Linked DNA regions of Callithrix jacchus: all the other regions are linked to region 3. A link is a contact called in public Hi-C data. All regions are on one chromosome and are shown on one strand. Each heading gives the region's core, a stretch centred on a gene start, on an enhancer-like site or on the middle of the called end of the contact. The rest is flanking DNA. Distances are from core to core; before and after follow the strand shown.

Region 1 (2,825 bases), core at 96-2,595, 190 kb before region 3:
CAGGGCTAGGCTCCCCAGGGGACAGCCCAAGCTTGGCCCGGCGGCGCTCCAGAAGCCCTCGCTTCCAGGCTGGCATCTGGGATAGGCGCTCCCGTTCTGCCTTCTCCCGGCCTCTAACGGACGCCTCCTCCTGCCGGCGCCGGGCTAACAGCTGTAGCTTCCAGTCTGGGATGGTGGTCATGGTCGCCTTGAGGTGAGGGTAGGGAGCACTGGGGGCAGAGAACAGGAAGAAGAGGCTCCAGAGAGGCCCAGGGAGTGAGACTGAGGGTGGGAGGGGAGGAAGTGGAGGGGGAGAGGTGGGACCACGAGCAGGGCAGAGGAGCTGAGGATGAGGACCAAGGGAAAGAGGGACGGCAGAGAACAGGGGAAATGGAAAAAGTGAAGAGAAGTTATGAGCCCAAGTTGGGGGTGGTGGGGGCGATGTGAGAGGAAGAGTCCAGATTGGAGGCAATGAGGACAGGAGCCAGATGTGGCAGTACAGGGTTAATGCGTATTAAAGACAGTCTCTAGGATGTGGGAAACAGAGAATGGGAGAAAAGAAAAGTTGCTATGAGGGTGAAAAGAGAAAAGGGGCAGGGATGAGGGGAACCCGGGTGCAGGCCTGGCTGCCTCAGCGATACCCCAGGGAGGTGAGTGTGGGAAGGAAGGACCGGGAATCCCTCCCGAGGAGGGCAACGGGACCTGAGGGGGTGTCGAGGAGGCAGGGAGGAGCGGAGAGCGAGCAGGTCTAGGGGAGAAGGGAAACCAGGGAAGAGGGGAAGGGAGCGCGGCGGTAGCGGCCGGGAGCGTCTCAGCGCGGGCCCCAAAGGTCCCTGCTCCGCTTCCAGTGCCGCTGGGGCCACGCCTCTCCCCAGCCCCCACCCCTCTGCCCCGCACTCCGCCCCCGAGGCGGGTCGGGGGAAATACCCACCCCGGGACTTTCGGAACCCGGGCGTCGGGGCTGCCAGCGCGTTCCCAGAACCCTGGTATCCACCCCCACCCAGTCCCGTCAATACCGCCTGCCTCCCCCGCCGTCTGCGCCCGGCGACCCCGGAGTGCCGAGGGCCGGCTCCATGCCTCTTCTCTCCAGCGCCTGCGAGTCCCATGCCCGGTCCCCGCTCTCATGGAGCCGTGACAGAGCCAGCTGTCTCCACCCCGCTCTGGCTGCACAGACTGACAATCTCGGCACAAAGAGGAGACAGCCAAGGTCCGGGCCAGGGACGGGAGCGAGGAGACACCCCCTCCCCAAGTCTAAGCCCCTCAGTCAACTCACACGCCGTGGGGCCCCCCTGGGAGGGGGTGCGGAGGAGCCGGGCGTCCAGAGAGAGGAAGAGGAGGAGAGAGGGACCGAGGGAGATCCGGAGACTGGAGGGAGGGGAGGAGGAGGGAGAGGAGGAGGGAAAGAGGCAGCAAAGGAGGAGGGACGGAGACAGAGATCAGGGGGCCGGGCGGGGGCGGCGACCGCTTTGTCTAAGGACAATGAGGAGAGGGAAGGGGGCGCAGGGCGGAGCCCGAGGGGAGGGCGGGGCTCCCTCCCACCGCGCGTGGGACTGGCTCTGGGACTGCCCCCTACTCGCCCCAACCCCTGGTCCTCTGCTCTGTGTCCCCAGGGGCCCTCAACCGCTTCCCTCCCGGTAGCCCTGAAGAACCCAGGTGTCCAGATCCCTTCCCCCAGCTCGCCGACCCAGGGCGGTGGCCCGTGACTCAGGCCCCTCGTGGGACTTTGGGAGGAAGCGGCAGCTGCTAGGAGCCGGGCCCGCCCTTCCCATCTCCTGCCTCTCAGCCCTCCCCGCGATTTTGCCTTCTCCGGCCAGTCTTTGTTTTTGCCGGGTCGAGGGCAGCCACCAGGAGGCCTTGAGGAGGGGGCGGCAGGAGAGGCGCTCAGAAGCCAGCAGTTTTGGAAGCTCGTTCTCCTACCAGAGCTGCTGTCCCCACTCTTTCTAGCTTCAACCTGCCTCCCATGAGTCTCTTGGTCAGCTGCGGGGTTGGGGAGTGGGGGAAGGGGATTTGAAGGAATGGGGACCCGGCCTCTCTGGCAAAGTGGGGGCGGGTCAGCGGGGGCGCGGTGGTCGAAGGCCAGCGGTTGCCAGAGGGCGTGGTGGCTGCCCAGACTCCACTTCGCGGGCTCGCAGGCTCCCTCTGGCTTTCCTTCCCAAACTCAGCCCTGCAGCTTGGGAGACACTGACAGACTACATGCAGTACGTAGAAAAATCAGGCTTTTATTTTCCTGCAGAGCATCCAGAACAGGAAGCCCCAAGTTAAGAACGGGAGAATCCTCTTGACTAGGTTCAGAGGCAGGGCCTAAGGAGGTGCAGACACTAGGGCCGGGAGTGCTGAGGCAAGGTGTGGGGCCTGGAGGGACAGCCACTGCCTTTGAACTTGCAGACCCTGGTCCAGCTTCTCGGAGTGGAAGCCAGAGGTGGCGAAGTGGGAGGGGGATCCCAGAGGCACAGAGAGAAGCAATGGTGCCCGCCAGCGGAATGGTCAGGGCAGATCCTTTCCTTCTAGGAGACTGTTGAAGGGGAGCATGCCATGCCCTAAACAGTGAGGAGACAGATGAATTCCATACCCTGCTCTTCCTTGCTGGTGAGATGTGGACTCTTGGAGTTCAGTGGCTGAAACTCAGAATTTAGAGTATGGAGCTGGACCCAGAGAATAAAGTAGCAAGTAGTGGAAGGGGCAACTCCTTTAGTCCATGGATTTGAGCCTCTGGCCTGAAGCAGCCAGGGCCTGGATGTTAAAGATTTAGAATTCAGGGGGAGAGAGACTGGGCGTGGTGGCTCATGCCTGTAATTCCAGCACTTTGGGAGACTAAGGCAGGCGGATCACAAGGTCAGCAGTTCAAG
Region 2 (2,728 bases), core at 186-2,685, 140 kb before region 3:
GACTCCAGTTAAAGGGGCTCGCTGGCTGGGGACTTGGCCACTGCGCCTCCCGCCGGTCCTCGGCATCTGAAGACGGGGAGGAGTGGGGAGTCGGCGCTTGCAAAGACACACTTAAGACTGCAGACAGTAAATCAAGTTTATTTGTTCACAGAACATACTCGGCGATTTCGACAGTCGCCCCGTGACAGCCCACCAACCCCCAACCTTCTACCCCGCAGCCGCCCTTTAAGGGCGACTTCGAGGAGATCGAAGGCCACGGATCTCCTGCCCAACGGTCCGCCAAAGTCTCACAGTAGACAGACGGAGTTGAGAGGCTGGAGGACGCAATGTCACCTCCTAAACCTACGACCCACCACCAGACTTGACCCCAGCCGGGACGTCCTCCCCCACCCGAGTCCTCCCCATTTCTTCTACTCTGCCGCAGTTCCAGGTGTCCTGCCTCCACCAGTCCCACAAAGTTCAATAAATACCAAGAGACTTGCGTTTACAGTAGGGGGAACATCTCACACCCTTGCATAAGTTAAAATAAATATTACGTGCACCCCTCCATCACCTAGGAGGATGTACATAAATACATATAAATATTAATTAGGAGCAATAAGAAATAAATTAACGACGCTCTCCTTCCCACCGGGCCTAGCCCCAGCGTGGCCGTGCCTCGGTCTCTGTGCGCCTTGGCCCGCCTCAAGCACCTGCAGGAGTCTCCGCTGTAGTGTTCTGAGTTCGAATTGCCTCTAAGTCCCAGTTTGGGATACGCTCTTTCGGACCAGGTACGCCTGGTGTTTCTTTGTGGTTTTTCGGATTCTTTTTTGGAAGTGCGGAGTCACAGTTAGAAGGCGGCCGGATGTTGCTGGAGGAAAGTGCTGAGGTCCAGAGCGTAGTCCGAGGGCTCCGAGGTCAGATTAAAGGCCTCGAGAACAGGGAGCACAGGGGTGGAAGCCGGGGATGCGGCGCTGGGGGCGTCCTCCGGAGGCAGGGGCGCCGGCACACCCTCTTCAGCCATCAGGATCTGGCAGAAGACGATGGTGAGCAGCAGAAAGAGAAGCCTTTTCGCTGGGTTCGGTTCCTCGACTGGCAGCTGGCGCCGGACCTAAAGGGAGACAAAAAAGGAGACAGGTCAGATCAGGCTTCTGGAGTCCGGTCGTTCCCCAGTGACTCCAGGGCAGCGCGCCCTGCGAATGCCCCCTCCGGCGATGCTCACCACTCGAGGATAGAGAACCCTGCGGCTGCGCTTTCGGTGCCCGCGAGAGGCGCTGGGGCGCGCTGCTGGGGCCGCTGAGGGCTCCGGGAGAGGGTCGAAGGTGAAGATCTCAGGACCGGAGCCCCGCCGGGGTCCCGGGTTGGTCGAGGGGACCGGGGTAGGAACCTGCAGGACGGTCATGGTGGGGTGGGAGCTGCGAGAGTGACACATGGTGCTCTGAGCGGAGTGTAAAGCCAAGTGTGGGCCGGCGGCGGCAGATGTAATTATGTGCTCCTGGAAATTGGGCGGGTCCTTCTAACTCCTCCTTTCGCAGCTGGGGAGCGGTTGGCTTCTGCAGGGCTGGAAATTCCGACAATTAAACAAAGAGCGTGGGTGGAGACTTGGCGTGCGCAATCCTAGGCGCCCAACAGCATGTTGTGAATGTGTGAGTCGTGAGTGGGGGTGGGTGAGATCCCGGGCTGTCGGCACATGTCGGGGCATGTGGCAGCTGGAGAGGGGCCCACGACAGCCTAAGAGATGGTTCAGACACAGGATCCCTCACAGGCCCCAGCCCTGGAGAGGCAAGAGGGCTTTTTATTGGCGATCGGGCCATCCTGCTACAATACGGACCCAGTTACACGCGTATTCATGCACTCGTAGGTATCCATAGAAAATACACTCCCCAAGAAGGAAGTCGTTACATAAATAGTCAAGATTAAGAGAAAAATGAACGCACTAGCACACACAGACACAACCCTGCCTGTCTGAGGACACATGAAGACACACACCGTGTAGCCATAAAAAAGAACAAAATTAAGTGCTTTGCAGCAACATGATGCAGCTGGAGGCCATTATTCTAAGTGGACTAATCCAGGAACAGAAAACCAAATACCAAACATTTTCACTTATAAGTGGGAACTAAATATTGGGAACTCAATGGACGTAAAGATGGCAACAGCAGCAACTGGGGACTACTAGAAGGACCGAGGGAGCGAGGCAAAAGTAAAAACTATAGGGTACTGGCCTGACGCGGCGACTCATGCCTGTAATCCCAGCACTTTGGGAGGCCAAGGTGGGCAGATCACAAGGTCAGGAGATAAAGATCATCCTGGCCAACATGGTGAAAGACTGTCCCTACTAAAAATATGACAATTAGCTGGGCGTCGTGATGCGTGCCTGTAATCCCAGCTACTTGTGAGGCTGAGGCAGGAGAATTGTTTGAACCTGGGAGGCTGAGGTTGCAGTGAGCAGAGATCACGCCATTGCACTCCAGCCTGGTGACAGAGTAAGACTCTGTCTAAAAAAAAAATAACAAGAAAACAAAAAAACTATTGGGTACTATGCTCAGTGCCTGGGTGACAAGATCATTGGTACCCCAAACCTAAGCATGATGCAGTAACAAACCTGCACATGTACCCCAGAATCTAAAATAAAAATTAGGGGGGGACAGAGGATGGATGGATTTTAAAAAATACATATTGGCAGGGCGTGGTGACTCTTGCCTGTAATCCTAGCACTTTGGGAGGCCAAGGTGGGAGGATCATTTGA
Region 3 (2,856 bases), core at 348-2,847:
TCTCCCATCAGGCCCCTGCAAACATTTTTTTTTTTTTTTGAGATGGAGTTTCACTCTTGTCGCCTAGGCTGGAGTACAATGTTACATTCTCGGCTCACTGCAACCTCTGCCTCTCAGGTTCAAGCGATTCTCCTGCCTCAGCCTCCTGAGTCTGGAATTACAGGTGCCTGCCACCATGCCCAGCTGATTTTTTTGAATTTTTAATAGAGATGGGGTTTCACCACATTGGCCAGGCTGCTCTTGAACTCCTGACCTTGTGATCCACCCACCTTGGCCTCCCAAAATGCTGGGATTACAGGTATGAGACACCACACCCAGTGCCCTATGCAAACTCTTAATATCAACTGTTTGAGGAATGACTTGGGAGGTGGCACTCAGAGATCCCAAGTGACACATGAGAAATCCAGAGAGATCATGTTTGTGGAGTCTGGATGGTTGCTTCCATCAATGGGCCTGAACCTTGCAGATACTGTCTCATTATCCTCCAAACAGACTCCGGGTCAGTGATTATTATCTCCCTCTTATTGGTGTAGACTCAGCCAAGGGAAGCCAGATGGTGAGTCAGAATCTTAACCCTCCCTCTCAGATGCAGAGCGCTGCTTTCTCCCCTCCAGTTTGGTACTCTGCTTCCTCTTGTATGCTGTGAGAGGCCTCATTACTCCTCTTCTCTCCTCCAGCCCCTCCAAGCCTAATTCATCACCGTTGGCTTGGGGATCATAGTTTCCAAACCAAGGATTTCTAAACATTGTCTGACAATGCCATTTTTTGGGGGAAGGGGCAGGGTCTTGGTCCGTTGCCCAGGCTGGAGTGCAGCTGTGCAATCAGGGCATACTGCAGACTCGGACTCCTGCGGTCTGGTGATCTTCCCTCCCAGCCTCCTGCTGGGACTACCTGTGTGCATCACCACACCCAGCTCAGTTTTGTATTTTTTGTAGAGATGGGGTTTTGCCATGTTGCCCTGACTGGTCTCGAACTTCTTGGCTCAAGTGATCCACCCTACTTGGCCTCCCAAAGTGCTGGGATTATAGGCATGAGCCACCTCAACTGGTGACATTGTCATTGGTCTTTAAGAGATGATGGTTTAGGCTTTGAAATTGGGGTTGTTTGTGAAAACTGAGAGTGTCTTTTGGTCTCAGATACTTCCTATGGCCATTGGTGTAATTGGAGGGAAGCTCTCACCATATATAATATTTTTCAGGCAGCCAACTAAGAAACTGGGATTCTGGTTCCCTACAGGGTGCAAAATCCTGGGAAAAGGAAGGAAGCCCAGAAGGAGTCTCTGTCCCTCTGCCAGTCAATTCAAATCTCTCTTCTCCCCCTCAAGTCAGCCCCCTGCTTCTGGCTCTTTCTCAGTCTCTCCTGGATTCTCCCCCTCTGGAGGGCCTGAGCTCCCGGCCACCACCAGCCAACACTGCTTTCTGCTTCCTCTGCCTCTCTTCATCTCCCTTTGTCTGGGGTTTCTTTGTCTGGGGTCTCCGTTTGGTTCTGTTTCACAGTTCTCAGCCTCCCCTCCCTTTCTCCCCCACCAGGCTGCTCCCTCCCTCTCTGCGGGGGCCTCAAGGCTTGGTGAGGGGAGCGGGACTTGGTTGCCATGGTCACATCGAAGCCAGCCGCAGCTGGCCCGGGCAGCTGCTCCTGGGCCCGGGGCCCCGGACTCTTGGACAAAGCCAGGCGGCTTTGGCAGCCCCAGACCCGAAACCCCAAAGGCCTGAGACTGGGGGGACTTGGACCTAGGAGAATCCTGAGCTGGAGGTGAGAGGGAGGAAGCCAGAGCTGAACTGGGAGGGCAGAAGTGGGTGCTGGAGCTGGGCCCTCCCCTTGTGGGCAGGGACCAGGCTTCCCGGCTGGAGGTGCGGTGGGAGGAGGAGATCTGCCTAGAGCTCAGCAGGGGGAAGGGAAGGACCGGGAATGGAGTTGGGGGTCACGGTGTGGCAAATGGGCTGAGGGGCTAGGGTGTCCCCAACGGGGGGGCTGTTGTCCAGAAACAGGTTTGATTCTCTCTTTGGGCCTGATGGGTCTGTCCTGCAGGTGCCTCTTCCTTTCTCAACCTTTTATACTTCTCACCTCCCCAGGTCCCTTAGCTTCACGCTCTGCGCCCCAGTCTCCTTCTCTTTCCTTCGACTTTGTTTCACTGCATCCCCTTCTCTCCCCTTGTCCTTGCTTCTTGTCCCCTTGGTCTGTCTGCCCAGCTCCCAGCCTCCTCAGTTCCCTGCCTTCCTCCCTTAGGCTTTGTTCCCAACACTGTTTCCCTTCTGAGGCCACTTCAGTTCCCTTATCCAGTTCAGCCCTTTTCTTCCCAAACTTCAGTCTCCTCTGAGCCCCTGGGGCTTCCCACCTTTTGCTGTGTGTCCTGTCTCCATCCTCCTTTTCCTCTCTCGGAGCCATCTCCTCTACCTTGGCCTCAGTCCAACTCCTCGGCCTTGGTCTCAGTCCATCTCCTGTCTCTCTGGGAGTTCCCTCACCATCGTCCCCATCTGACCATCAGTCTCCCCTCCCTCCTCTGGTCCCTTGCCCCTTTCTTCCCCATCCCCCAGGCTATCCACAGCTGAGCTCTGTTTCATCTCTCTCCCAAAGTTACATCATCTCCATCTCCTCCTTCACTCCCTGGCCTCAGTTTCCAGTTTGTATTCAGCGGCATCAGGTCTGACTCACACCCAAGGCCCTGTCCACTCTTTCACCCTGCCCCCCACCTGTCACTTCTCACTCCCCCCAGCTGCTGACCCAGCCTGCTCCCCCAGAGGCAGCTGCAGCTCCCGGAAGGGGACTGCGGTTAGTGTATGTATGGGGGCCCATCTGGTCTATCCTCTTGCTCGCTGGTCCTCCTGGGCTTCCCTCCTGTGGCCAGGCAGCCTGCAG

Evidence for each region. A called contact is a pair of places that touch in the nucleus more often than the background predicts.
Region 1: a Hi-C map of skeletal muscle shows a contact between it and region 3, with 4 times the contacts expected there. The contact joins the promoter of PPP1R18 here to the promoter of DDR1 in region 3. A contact is called at or near these places in 2 of 3 Hi-C or Micro-C datasets (both in skeletal muscle).
Region 2: a contact with region 3 is called in a Hi-C map of skeletal muscle, with 4 times the contacts expected there. The contact joins the promoter of IER3 here to the promoter of DDR1 in region 3. A contact is called at or near these places in 2 of 3 Hi-C or Micro-C datasets (both in skeletal muscle).

The regions. Positions count from the first base shown.
Region 1 is chr4:35,484,395-35,487,219 of calJac240_pri, forward strand. It overlaps PPP1R18 (protein phosphatase 1 regulatory subunit 18), which reads right to left and starts at 1,346. Exons shown (of 4, transcript XM_035297500.3): 1 at 996-1,346; 2 at 1-209. The coding sequence starts at 1,054.
Region 2 is chr4:35,536,839-35,539,566 of calJac240_pri, forward strand. IER3 (immediate early response 3) reads right to left here and starts at 1,436. Exons shown (of 2, transcript XM_002746312.6): 1 at 1,202-1,436; 2 at 123-1,090. The coding sequence starts at 1,411. The coding sequence ends at 830.
Region 3 is chr4:35,675,349-35,678,204 of calJac240_pri, forward strand. It overlaps DDR1 (discoidin domain receptor tyrosine kinase 1), which reads left to right and starts at 1,598. Exons shown (of 17, transcript XM_078368546.1): 1 at 1,598-1,752.